2 separate regions of the Zea mays genome follow, and region 1 is linked to region 2. The links are chromatin contacts, called in public Hi-C maps. All regions are on one chromosome and are shown on one strand. Each heading gives the region's core, a stretch centred on a gene start, on an enhancer-like site or on the middle of the called end of the contact. The rest is flanking DNA. Distances are from core to core; before and after follow the strand shown.

The links. A called contact is a pair of places that touch in the nucleus more often than the background predicts.
Region 1: a contact with region 2 is called in a Hi-C map of ear, with 2.9 times the contacts expected there. The contact joins the promoter of LOC100277352 here to the promoter of LOC103637596 in region 2. A contact is called at or near these places in 4 of 25 Hi-C or Micro-C datasets (bundle sheath, ear, leaf and 1 more).

What each region holds. Positions count from the first base shown.
Region 1 is chr1:85,175,351-85,182,160 of Zm-B73-REFERENCE-NAM-5.0, reverse strand. LOC100277352 (putative calcium-dependent protein kinase family protein) reads right to left here and starts at 2,817. Exons shown (of 8, transcript NM_001150943.1): 1 at 2,712-2,817; 2 at 1,398-2,104; 3 at 945-1,088; 4 at 698-850; 5 at 409-524. The coding sequence starts at 2,091.
Region 2 is chr1:84,735,589-84,742,431 of Zm-B73-REFERENCE-NAM-5.0, reverse strand. It overlaps LOC103637596 (P-loop containing nucleoside triphosphate hydrolase superfamily protein), which reads left to right and starts at 3,757. Exons shown (of 7, transcript XM_008659756.3): 1 at 3,757-4,133; 2 at 5,488-6,216. The coding sequence starts at 3,903.

The DNA.
Region 1 (6,810 bases), core at 1,568-4,067, 440 kb before region 2:
GAACGGCAGATCAGACAAATCAAACCAAATAGTAAAAAGCTCTGATCAATTCTCTGAAGCAAAAATAAAACAGATACATGATTGACCAGTGACAATATGCGCACTGACAACAATGATGAGTTGATGACAAATATATTAATACCTGAATAATGAAAAGCTTTGCATCATGTTTTAAGACACCATGTAGAGAATTTCATGATGTTTACCATATTTTGGGTCGTTTTAATCTTTTATAGCAAGTAACAATGGTAGCCAAGTTTAAACTATTACATCACAGAAGGATCCATGTTAGGGGAATAAAGGTAACAAAAAACATCTCCAATTTCTTTCCCAAAAGCCCTGATAGTGATTTACCATGGTGCAAAAAAATAGAAATTAAAATAACTACTCCATGGCATATAAACACACCTGTAGAGCCAATTTCTTTGATTTATTCACTGCAGATAATTTATTGGTACGAGAAAGAACAGTTGGATCCAGAGTTTGATGAGTAGCCACTCCATTATCACATATCCATGGATGCTCTGAGCATTTAGAAACAAAAGATCATTGTATTATCAACTCCTTGATCTTACAATAGTTACTGTGAATTTCCAGGAATAAACAGCTGGTAAAAGTCATTCTAGGAAAAGCAAGGCATGTAAATATATGGTATTGAAATGAGAAAAAACTAATATGCACAAGGGTTAAATCATACTTAGAACTTCATGGGCTTTCAATCTCTCCGATGGACAAGGGCAGAGCATTTTTCTTATAAGATCCTTTGCGCTGTCCGAAATCATGTGCCACTGGTCTGATTCAAAATCAAAATGCCCATTCCGCACTTTGTCAAGTACTCCTTCATGTGTATCTGGTACAAAATTAAATGGATGACTTGAGCACATCCAGAAAACGGCAGTGAAAGAAAACTTCAAATAGTCAAATATCATGTCTAATTAATTCACCTGCCCAAAATGGTGGCACGCCACTTAGCAGTACATAGAGTATCACTCCAGCTGTCCACACATCAGCCTCTGGTCCATAATGTTTCTGCAATACTTCTGGAGCAATATAATACGGGCTTCCGACTGTTTCAGTAAAGACCTCACCTGAAATTTTGCAAATTCTGTATTCAGGGGAAAAACTCCAGAATTGGTGCATACTTCCATACTCCGGCATAAATCAAAGGTGACTAGATGTGAATCGGTCAGGGCAAAAACTATACAAGGAGGAAATACTATGCTATACTGTTATGCTCTGTGGAAGACACAAGATAATTAGCAACACAAATAAAATGTTTCACTCGCGGACAACTAGAAGGACATACTGGGTTATGCAACATAGATCAAAACATTAGCAGAATATCATTACTTGAGAATTCAAACAGCCTGATGGCTTGTTCTAAATTGATATACTACCTGGTTTGAAGAACACGGAGAGACCAAAGTCGATTACTTTTATCGACAAATCATCGTCTTTATCCTGTAAGAGGAAGTTTTCTGGCTTAAGATCCCGGTGCATGACACCAAGTGAATGGAAGTTCTCTATGACGCCAACAATAGTCCTTATAAGATGTGCAGCCTTCTGCTCGCTGTAGTTCCCCTTCTTAATCCGGTCATACAGCTCGCCGCCTTCGCAGAGCTCCATGACAATGTGCACGGCCTCCTCGTCCTCGTACGCGTCCTTGATGGCGACTACATCCTTTTGCCCTGAAAGGTAGCGCATTATCTGGACCTCACGGCGCACGTCTTCAACATCTTGCATGTTCCGGAACCTTGTCTTCAGGATGGACTTGCATGCGAACTGACACCCAGTGCTGGTCTCGGTGCAGAGGTAGGTGGTCCCAGTGAGACCCTCTCCAAGCTGCCGGCCAAGGGTATAATGCTCTGTGACATTAGGAGTCTCTCGACCAAGAACAGAGATGGACGTTAAAGTCTGCCTCAGTCCTTGTCGCATAAGGTCTGCTATGCTCGGTCTAGATGGCCCTGTGTAGCAACCCTCAGTATCGTCCCCATCACAGTGCCTAGAAGCCAGAGGCTCCTTCTGAAAGTGGTTGTAGCTGTTGTAATTGCTCCCGTACCCGTAGGTTCCATTTTGGCATTGGTTTCCCATTAATGCAACTGCACTGCAAGACGCAAAAATACAACTTTAAATAAAAACAGCGACATCGATAAAGAAGTTCTGCGTCAAAACAAGAAAACCTACTGCTGCCTGCTTTTTTCTCACCCCAACATATGTACCTGATCAGAACTCCTAATTACAGTACAAGTAATAAATACTGCACCGTAAATTTAAGCCAAAAATTTATCATAAAAAGGAGCGAACAACAGAAGACTTGTAAATTATAAACAAACAAAAACTAGTACTGTTGCCAACTATTCCTGGCTCCTCTAAGATATTTGAAGCGACAATTCCAAAACCTCTGTATCAGTTCCACCGTATTCTATAGCTTAAACCGCCACCCAAATTTAGGATCTTCTACTACAGTGTCCTTGGCACCAGAATCCCCGGTCCAAGAGTTACTGGCACCGAAATTCGCCCCGCGAACAAAGATTCTCACCAAATCCTGCCATGGAATGCCTCCTACTAGAGACCTCGGCGACTCCCCGGACACGGCTTCTAGTTTCTAACTCCGAGTCCTCGCCGAAGTAGACGAAATCCAGAGCCGACAGCGCGCGCACGAGGTGGAATGCGGGTCCATGAGGACCGGAAGCGGCCGTGAAGGATCTTACCTGACGCTGCGGCCTCGATCGGAGCCGCGAGGCGGGAGAGCCGGGGGGAGGGACCGTCGCCAGAATCCCTGCTTCCCCAGGGGCCTAAACGCAAAAACGAGAGGAGGAGAAAAATGGAGATGGAGCACACTGCGCAGCAGCCGGAGGAGGAGGAGGGTGTTTTATACTGGGTGGTGGACTGGGTGGGGCCCGTGGGGGTAGGACGGGCCGGTTGAGTGCCACGGCAGCGTGCGGCGTGGATGACAGGTTTCGCCGCGCTGGCCGCTGGAGGCTTGGTAGACGTCTGCGATTTTCCATAAAGGACAAAAGGCTCGAAATCAACGGCCTTGGATGGTAAAAAAAACTCCAGATGCAGCTACAGTGCCCAGCGAGAGAAAAGTTTTTGCATCTATAGTATACCTAGGGTACTCTGTGAGAGACCTAGGGTTTATTCTCCTCTCGCGAAATACAGTTGGAGCCGAACAGACTCAGCATTTAACATATGTTCTATCAATACAAATCAGTGCTCATGAGAGTTTTCTTTGTTTTAAAAGTGATATTCAAGAACCACAATAATTATAGGTTGTTGTGAATCTTCATGAACCACATGCGAATATCCATTAGATTCAAACAGTTTCGTGTCAATATATGATGGTGGTCGAGCTGTTAGCACTTTTTTGACAAAATAAGTGTAACCAAAATTCTCTTTGCTCAAAAAGACTACAACTATTTTAGATGTTTCGGGTTGATTGTTTTGTTCAGAGCAATGCTGACAGGGTTCTTTTATCCCTAGCCAGAGGGTAATCTAAGAGCATCCCCATTAGTTTTCTAAAAAAATGCTTCCGAAACTTTGATTTATAAGTGATTTCACGGTGTGATTGTTGACAAAAACATGCTATTGGGAGTGCGAAACAACTACCCAAGTTTAGAGACTAATAGGAATATTTAAAAAGCTTGTATATTTATGGACCTTATTTAAGGAACTGTTATAGCATGATTTTTGTTTATTAACACCCTAAATTAAATTTAGTGGGTTTTTTGGACAATTACTGGAGATGCTCTAAGCCATCATAAACAAAAACAACAACTATGATTAGCTAGATTCTTATGCCCTATGTGGAAACAACCTAGTTTTAAGAATCCAGTTTTTATCTCTAGTTTTTGGAAACTGATTTATAAAAATCTGGTTTATGGTGTTTGCAAGTTGGAACCACCTCAATTTTCATAAAGTGGTTTTAGCTAGGGGAGTCTAAAAAACTCAGCTGGAGAGGGAAAGACTGCCCTCCCGGTATTATATTAAAAAGAGACCGAAACAATGGTCCCGACCGAGAAAATCGTTGAATCCTAACCTCCCATCACTAACGGACTGGCGTCAACCGTCTACTCTGCAATGGCTCAACCCGAGGGCACGAGACATCGTGACCCTAGAGCGAATAGGGCACAACGAGGGGATTTTTTAACCAAGCCTGAAAAATCACTCCGTACTCTGAAGCTCTTAGCCATTAGGCTAGAAGCCCTTTCGCTTAGCTAGGGGAGTCTAACTTCTTGGTTTTAAGAAACTGGGAATCCAGTTTCTATAAACTGGAATATAAACTGTTATGTTTGAAACCACTTCAGTTTTCATAAACCAGATTCTTAAAAAACGGGTGCTTCAAGACATGCCCTTAGTTGTATTGTTATGATGCATACAACTTTTGTGTGGAGTGTGAGATGCGCTACGTTATGAGAAACCACACACATAAATGAGACGAGTTTTCAACTTTCAAGACAATAGATAAAACTTAGAGCTTTGGTACGTAAACATCCATTAGGTTTAAATTGATCTGTGATAAGATATGATGATAGTCCCAATTGTTAGCAATTTTTAATATGTGTGTAGGCAAAAAACTCTTTCCTCAAAAGACCAACTGTTTATGTGCTTTTTTCTTAGTTGTTTTGTTCAAAGGAATGTCGATGAAGGTATTTTTTCTTGAGAGTGCATTGAACAAATGTAAACAACAATTATGCATAGGTTCATAGTTGTGTGTTGTGTTATACCAATGTCCTTTTTTTCTTTGTGGAGTTTGATACACATAACACACTTACGGTAAATCATACATGTGTGAAGAACGTAACAAAAAGGTAACAATGAACATACAATTTTATAAGAAAATATCTATTAGATTCTTATCTTAGTGATTTGCTTTGAAAATTAGTATCTAATGGCACTGGATATTGCTTTGGTTTTATTTTTTTTGTTACTTTTGATGGTTGTCGTCGACTATATGGTTTGGAGCAGTTTGTCTCAATTGAACCATTTAATTGAAGATTACAAAGTGCTCTAGAGTTGGTTGTGTCGGGCTATTGAGTTCATTCCCCATTATAGAGGTGAAAAAATACTCTACTACCTCGTTTGGATGTAGATATTCAATACTGGAATTGGGAATTGAAATCAAGATTTCTGAATTCTGTTGTTTGGTTGTCTGATAAATTCAAAGCTGGAATTAAATCTCAGTTTCTTAGAATTGGACTTTAACAAAAAAGTGTCTCTCCCAATTCAAAGCCAAGACTCTTGGTATTGGATGGAATTGCAATCCTAGATACATCCAAACAACAAATTTGTATTGAAACTCATTTCCAATACTAGACAGATTTGGTATTGGATCCAATTGAATTCTAACATCTCCAATATCTACATCTAAACGAACCCTAGTTGAATTGAGATTTGGATAAGCGTATTATGATAGAGCCAACTTAGAAACCAATCCCTTAAGTGGAGGAGGTGACCTTGGCCCGTTTGGTTCAGTTTCTGGGGTGCTTCTTGCCACCAGAAGCTGCTTCTTGGAACCAAACACCTAGCTTCTCAGGCAGCTTCTCTAGAAAGCGCTTAGTCTAGAATCTCCCATTACACACGCCCTCTGAAGCGGGCCAGACACGACATCCGAGAGAAGCGGGTGAGATTCTCGTTCATTGGCCTCGACTCTACAATTCTGTTCATTTGAAGCGTCGGCTTTTGTCCAAATGTGTTTTGACTAGTACGACATTTTGATGTTTTGTTGTATTTACTGTAGAATCTGACATATAATAATCCGGCTAGCCAAACACCTATATTCTAACTAGCAGATTCTCTCCACAGCCAGATTCTATCCACAACCAACTTCTCAGAAAATCTCTTCAGAAAAAATAGATCCAAACAGACCCCTTGTGTGGTTAAGTCTTGGTAGAGATGTGGGGATCGTGAGGGTTATCGCAATATTGACATAGGTGGCCTACAAGCGACTGTCTTCTTGTTCGGTATTAATCACCCTAAACTTGTGTCTCACTTTGTGCTTTTATAATTCATAGTATAGAGACATTAGGATTGTCACCTTATGAAGCAAACCAAGTTAGGGCTTGTTCGGTTAGCTCTCAATCCATATGGATTGCGTGGGATTGGGTGGGTTTAAATCCCAAGCAAGTCAAATTTCTTCACAATTTTTTCCAATCCCGTCCAATCTATAGGTAACGGGATTAACCGAACAAGGCCTTAGTTTTTTATCATTTATGTTGACGTAGCTTCCCTAGTATCTCGATTATTGGATTTATGTAGATTGTGACATCCTATGTTTTCTAAATATAGCTAGAGGTAGCGCTGATCAAGACCTTTTTTTCTAAATGTGAGCTTATAATGTTGTGCTTTACTAGAAATTTATTTGTTCTCTCTAGCTATCTAAAAATTCTTTACACCTATATAGTTGGGAAGGTAGGATTACAACTGGCTTCTCCAGTCAATTGTAGATTGGTTTCCTAATGGGTTACACAATGATCCAACTAGATAATATTACATATACATATTTGTTTCTATCTATATTGCGCATGCCTAGTCTAGTAAAGGTTTGACGAGGCACCTGTAGTCATTTCCTTGTGTGAGCAGTCGGTCCAGCCCACTTCTATTTTAATGTAGTGTTGTTTGATGTTAGTTTATGCTTTGACGAAGATACTCTCAATGTCTTTGTAGTTTACATTACATCTGCATATGATAAATTGTACATTATTTAAAGGAGCATAATAATGTTACTATTACATTATTTAAGATGGAGTGATTTCTCAAACAAACACCTATTAAAACTTACAGCATATTACTACTACTTCCTCTATTCTA
Region 2 (6,843 bases), core at 2,508-5,007:
CGCGGAAACTTCGGTCTCTTGATTGAGAAAAGAAAAAGGGAAACTCAAATTTGATCTTGGTGATCACTTTAGTGAGGAAAGAGTTGAGAGAAAACTAGTCCTTAGTGGACTCCTCAACCGAGATGTAGGTTTCTTTATAAAACCGAATTCCGGTAAATAAATTGTCGTGCCTCTCTTGTGTTCTTATGGTTGCAATTTTTCTTACTCCTTTTGTCCCTAAGTTCTCTTGCACTTGATCTTCACATATTTATTTTCTTGTTGCTCTAAGTTTAATCCCTTACATTCTAAGGGAGCAACTTCGCAAGTAGAGCTTCTCCCTTACTCTGATTGACTTACATCTTGCTCTAACATCTAAATTGATTTTGTTATTAGTTTATAAATTTCAGGTTTCGTCTATTCACCCCTCTTTCACATAGTAAATTTGGTGCTTTATCTCCGTAAATCAAATTTTCTGAACTATGTGCAACTTGTTTAGTGTAAGTGCTATTATGTTATTGGTTGTACTATTGGAAACTGTTATATTATGTATTCTAGGTACTCTACTCTTGATCTTGTGGACGACTTATATATATATATATATATATATATATATATATATATATATATATATATATATATATATATATATATATATATATATATATATATATATATATATATATATATATAGGGCAGGTATAACGGGAGCCCTGGGCTTCCAATAGTTAAAGGAAGCCCAGGCCGACCACCCCTGCAAACTGGTTCAACCCAGCGTGCCCAACCAGGCTGCTGGGTGCGCCACCTGCCCCACGTCTGTTAGCACAAAAAAAAGGAATGCATGCATGAGTCAAACACGATCCAATGCATGCGCATAAATTTAGGAAAGATATGTGCGGCGGTTTCTATTTTTAAATCCTTTATTTTCTCCATAAATTTAGGATCGCTGCAACAGGCATGCAGCTAGATGCGTAAGGACCATTTTATGATATATACTGAGACTAAATTTGCTACACTGTGTAAATAATTATGCAATTCGATATACTGCGTAAAAATCTGTTACCAGCTCCATGCACACGAATTTATGATGAAAATAATGTGCAATGAAAGAAAATGAATTACACGCATAAAAACAAAAAATCATATTTAATGTTTTATTTTCTTCATAAATATAAGATCCCTGCAACAGCTATGCAGCTAAACACATTAAATCTAGTTTATGCTATATACTGATACAAATTATACTACATGGTGTAGATATTTATGCAATTCGTTACACTGCGTAAAAAATCTGGTATGTTGTTCACTGGTGGACGTATCTTCGGGTTGGAGCGTAATAACCTTAAGTTTTGAGAATAAAATCTCTCAATTATAAGCGTATATATCGAGCCAATGTGAGAGGTTGATAGCTCTAGTAGGTTGTTATTATGATCCTATTTTTATGGCAGATCCGAAAAACATGGCAGCCGCATGCATGCGGTTATACAGATCCAAAAATTATGGCAAAATGCATGCATGAGTCAAACATGTTTCCTTGCATGCGCGTAAATTTAGGAAATATATGTGTGACGGTTTCTATTTTAAATGCTTTATTTCCTCCATAAATTTAGGATCGCTGCAACAGCAATGCAGCTAGACTCGTAATTATTATTTTATGATATATAGTGATACTAAATATGCTACATTGTGTAGATAATTATGCAATTGGATATACTGCGTAAAAATCTGTTACCAGCTGTATGCACACGAATTTATGATGGAAAAATATGCAATAAAAGGAAATGAATTGCATGCATAAAAACAAAAAATCGCATTTAATGTTTTATTTCCTTCATAAATATAGGTATTTATGCAATTAGAACTAGTTAATGATGTATATTGAAACAAATTATACTACACAGTGTAGGTATTTATGCAATTCCTTACACTGCGTAAAAAATCTGGCATGTTGTTCACTGGTGGACGCATATCCGGCTGAAGCGTAAAAACCTTAAGTTTTGAGCATAAAATTCCTCAATTATAAGCGTAAATACCGAGTCAATGAGAGGTTGATAGCTCTAGTAGGTTGTTATTACGATCCTATTTTTCTGACAGATCCGAAAAAACATGGCAGTCGCATGCATGCGGTTTCTATTTTTATACAGATCCAAAAATTATGGCAAAATCGTGGGAGTTTCCATTGCATGCGCGCAAATTACGAACAACATAAATTAAGGAATTGCCTTTCTAATGTGCATGCAGTAAACTGATATACGAACTCCGTGTTCAAGCATAAAATTGTACAGTTTTTAGCGTAAATAGTACATGTGGTAGGCATAAAACACAATAATCGAAATGAAAACTGCGCCGGATCGGAGGATGTCACGCGTGATCATCGCTGCGTGCATCTTGCGCCTTCTGTGACGTCGCTCGCTCGAACATCGCGCCTCATTCGTCGCCGTCGCTACTCGCACGTCGACAGGCGTCGCTTGCTCACCGGCCTTGGAAGTGCCGCCTCCTCGGGGCTTCAGGGACGCCGCCTCTTGCCCACACAATGGCCCCGCTGCGGATCGAGGAACCTCCGCCACCGCGCGTCGAGGTAATGGAGTTGCGGCCACCAGCCTGGGAACCGCCGCCACCGCATAAGGGCGCTGCCGCCGCTCGCCCTCTGGATCGGGGGCCGCCACCGCCGGCCTGGGAACCGCCGCCACCGCATGTCGAGGTCGGGGAGCCGCGGCCACCGCAGCCACTGGCCGGGGTCCACCGCCGCGCGCGCTGTCGGGCAACCGCCGTCGCTAATGAATCGAGATGGGGCGTGAAAAACTGATCCCTAGCACTATAGATTTTTTTATAGACGTCTGAACCTGGTCCGGCTCGACCGGATTGCACTGTCTGGCCTGAGCTTCCTTTAGTTATTGGAAGCACAGGGCTCCTAATATACAATATATATATATATATATATATATATATATATATATATATATATATATATATATATACACACACACACACGTATTCACTATTATTATTCTCTATGAAAACATATAAAAAATATGTCAAATTTGGCTTTTAAACTTGCTATTGTATGTTTTTTATTTGTTCAATATTTTTTCGGTAAATATCAAAACCAAAGTTGCTCGGTTTTGATTTTTAAAGAAACCAATGAATACCTATTCTTCAAGGAACTGAATTTGTAGGGACCAAAGAACCGAACCGATTAGTTCGATAAATACCGAAGGTTTAGGTTAGTAGTACAATTATTGGTAGCTATTTGGTTCTCTGATATGCCATATCTTTTAGCATCCTATTTTACATGTTAATTTATTTTTTACGTGTGGCTTTGATTTTATCCGTCATACTTTATGTAACAGGCATATTTTGTCGTTGCAAACTCTGACCTGACACTAACCAAACTTGTCATGAATATTCGAGCGAGCTGCAACGAATGGATATCAACAACAGAAACTCGTGTCGATGTCTGGTGGGTTGAGGTGTGAATTTGTTAAAGTTACATTTTAATCTATCTTGATACGTGTAAATTAAAGTAAATAACAGAGTATCCAAACAAAGTTTTAAAGTTATAATATTTATATACATATTTTAAATTAGGACATCTATTTTATGTCAATTTTACGAAACCCTAAACCTAAACAAAGTCTTAAAGGTATGATATTCATATTCATATAACCATCAATTTTACGAAAAACTTCTTCTACCAGTGGCGGGAGATGAGATAGATATATATACATATATGTTCTAGATTTAAAATATGCAGGTGGATACCTTGCCCTATCCTATCGCCTACCGACTACAAATAGACCTAGGATTTGAGAGCCCCTGTCTTAAGGAAAAAGGGTTCCCCAAATCCCCTGCTAATCGCGAAACAGCGCCTCGTCGCCTTCGTCTGGCCTCTTGACCCCCCTCGTGCACTTCCGAGCCGAGGCAAAATGCGCCGTCCCCATGACGCCAGCGACGGCGACGAGGATCGCGGCTACCCGTCGAGCTCCGCTGTCAACGGGGCCGGCGATGAGGAGGAGGAGCGGCGCCAGGCGGCGCGGACGCCGGGGAAGGACGGCCCGGTGGACGCGCTGTGGCGGTGGAGAAGCCAGAGCCTCTCCGAGATAGTGCTCTCGTGGTCCGTGGACCAAATCCTCGACAAGGACCTGCTCCGCGACAAGGTGAGAAGCTGCTTACGTTGCCCGCCGCCCGCCCGCGCTTCCCTCTCCACATCTCTCTACTAGGCACCTGGCGTGCTTAGCGGACGATCCGTGTGGATCTGAGGAAGTGCGTGGGGTTTTGCGCGTTAATGGGCATTCCTCCCTTCCCCTGGGCTGTTTTAGGTTCATTAGGTGGAGTTATTTGGGGCCCGCATTTGGTGTTGGGTAGTGATTTTTTTGTACAATTCGTTTTCCCTTGTAACTTCAGCAGCGGATGATTTACTGATTGCGCTTTGTTTGTCGTTTGAATTGCACCTAGGTCCCCGCGATATCGTCTAGGTCTACTGCTTTGGTTTAGAGTTTAGACCAATGTTTTCTAATCGGTTGATTGCTTCTGAGCCCCAGAGGGGCGATCAGCCGATCAGAACGATTAATAGGACGATCAGAACGATTAATCGTTTATGCTAAATTGCATTTCAAACATGAGTCTTGAATTGAAAATGTGTAGCGAAATCTCATTGGATTGGTAGTATATTGTATGAACCCAGACCACAATGGCCCTAGCTAATAGCCACAGTGCCACACACCCCTAGCGTAGTCAGCAGCCCAGCATTGAATTTTTGTACCAAAAAAATAAAAATCAAAATTTAATCTGCGTAGGACACAACAAACCTAAACAGCAAGCAACAGCAACACCAAATTAAATGTAGATCTAAAAGCATGAAATTTAGATTCAACAAAATGTAGGACCATGCTAAACTGCTAAGTGCTAACATTAAGGTAACAAGCAGTCAAACACAAGTAAAAAAAACTCGGCTGGTACAGTCTAACACAAGTACACAACTAAAAGTAGACAATATCCCTAACGATTAAACGTTCACAATGCAGATTGCCAAAATCCCCAAGCAGCAAACTAATCGTCCGCGATCTAATTGTTCGTTTAATCATGACTAATTGATGGTTAGTTGGACGATCAGATTCCTGATCGTGCTAATCGTGTCGTTACCTCTAATCAAATGCATATTTACGATCAGTCGACTAATTGTCAAACGTCAATTAATCGGACGGTCTTAAAACACTGGTTTAGACTGTGCCACTAGCTAGGATATAACTATCCTGCTGCTGTCTGAATTTTATATTTCATTCACGTACATCCGCCTATGACATTTGGAGGCATCATTGCATTACACTTATTCTTATGGCAACGGATCCTGTTCTCAAAGGGGTACACTACAGATTATACTTTAGCAGATTTATGGACTGATTATACTGAATATATTCAAACCGATTTAAACATAAAAATAAATGTTTTATGGACTGATTTATCACAAACTGCTAAACATCTATGATTCATGGAAGTAGATTGTTCTTACAGGTGTCGAAGATACCAGAGACATTTAGCAGCATAGAGCAGTACATGACATCGTATTTTGGGCCACTTTTAGAAGAGGTTAGAGGTGACATGTGTTCAAGCATGGAGGACATCTCCAACGCTCCATATGCAGACCTGCTCTCTGTTAATTCAATGAGGAAAGGGAAGGGGTCATACGAGATCAGTCTTGGCAGATGGAGGGGAACGTCTCATGGCTGTGGGATTGATAATTATAAGCCAAAATCGGCTGATGTTCTACTGATTTCAGAAACGAAACCGGCAAATCAATCTGATATCCTGAAACAGTCCAAATCCTGTGTCATCGTATGGGTCAGTAAGGTTAATGGTAACAAGATGACAGTCAAGGCATCACAGTTGATGGAGACTGGGGCTCAAGGAGGTGAACGGCGACCAATTGGGGCTAATAAATACGATAAGTTGTATGCTGAATGTTTGGACAAGTCTTGGGAAATGCTAGATCAAGAAGCAATGGCTTCGAAATGTAGAAACTCATCTGTGCATCGCAATGTCTGGAAAGAGTCACACAAGGTTGAAAAGCGCAGCGATGTGCATGGAAGAAATGAGAAAGAGACAGGTGAATCAAAGCGATGGTCCTTCTATGCCATGTACCTGACTAATATGGTAACATATGACCGTGTTTGGGTTGTGCTCCGAAGGGGTCTGACAATGGATTCAAAAATCATCCATAGCATGTTGGGCAGAAACAATTATGTGAGTTTTTCAGTTACAATATTAGCTGACATGACTAGTTTGTAGTTTACAAGAGAAAAATCCCTTTTCCATGTTATCTTTTGTAGTTGTATCTGAAATACCTTAATGAGGATTGTATGCTTTTGATCATCACATGTCTTGCTTTTTTCTGTTATTATTTCTTGTGTAAGATGCGAACAAAGTGCAATAAACAATCGTTGCTTGTTTGCATTGTTTATAGAATGGAGCAACTTGTCTATCTAGGCATGCATGGTTTTGAACTATATGTTAGAATATCTGTTTCACTGCTGCTCACACGCTTGCATATATTCTTTTCATGATTGGCACCCTGATGTTACAGATATGCGGAGCTTTATAAAAATACTCCTAGAATGTCACACACCACTTTAAATTATATGAAATGACATGAAAATTAACTCCATATTCTTAACTGCTGACCAGTTGATCTAGTATAACTGTATGCTATAGCTTGTGGAATGGAATGAATGGAATTGCTCCTTCCTACTGTTATGCTGCCGCAGTATTAATTTTAAGCCCTACTGTTATTTTACCAACATTGTATGCAAAGTTGGCCTTCGTTGACATTGTCAGCTTTTTGTTAAGTAATTCACATTCTGATGGCACAAA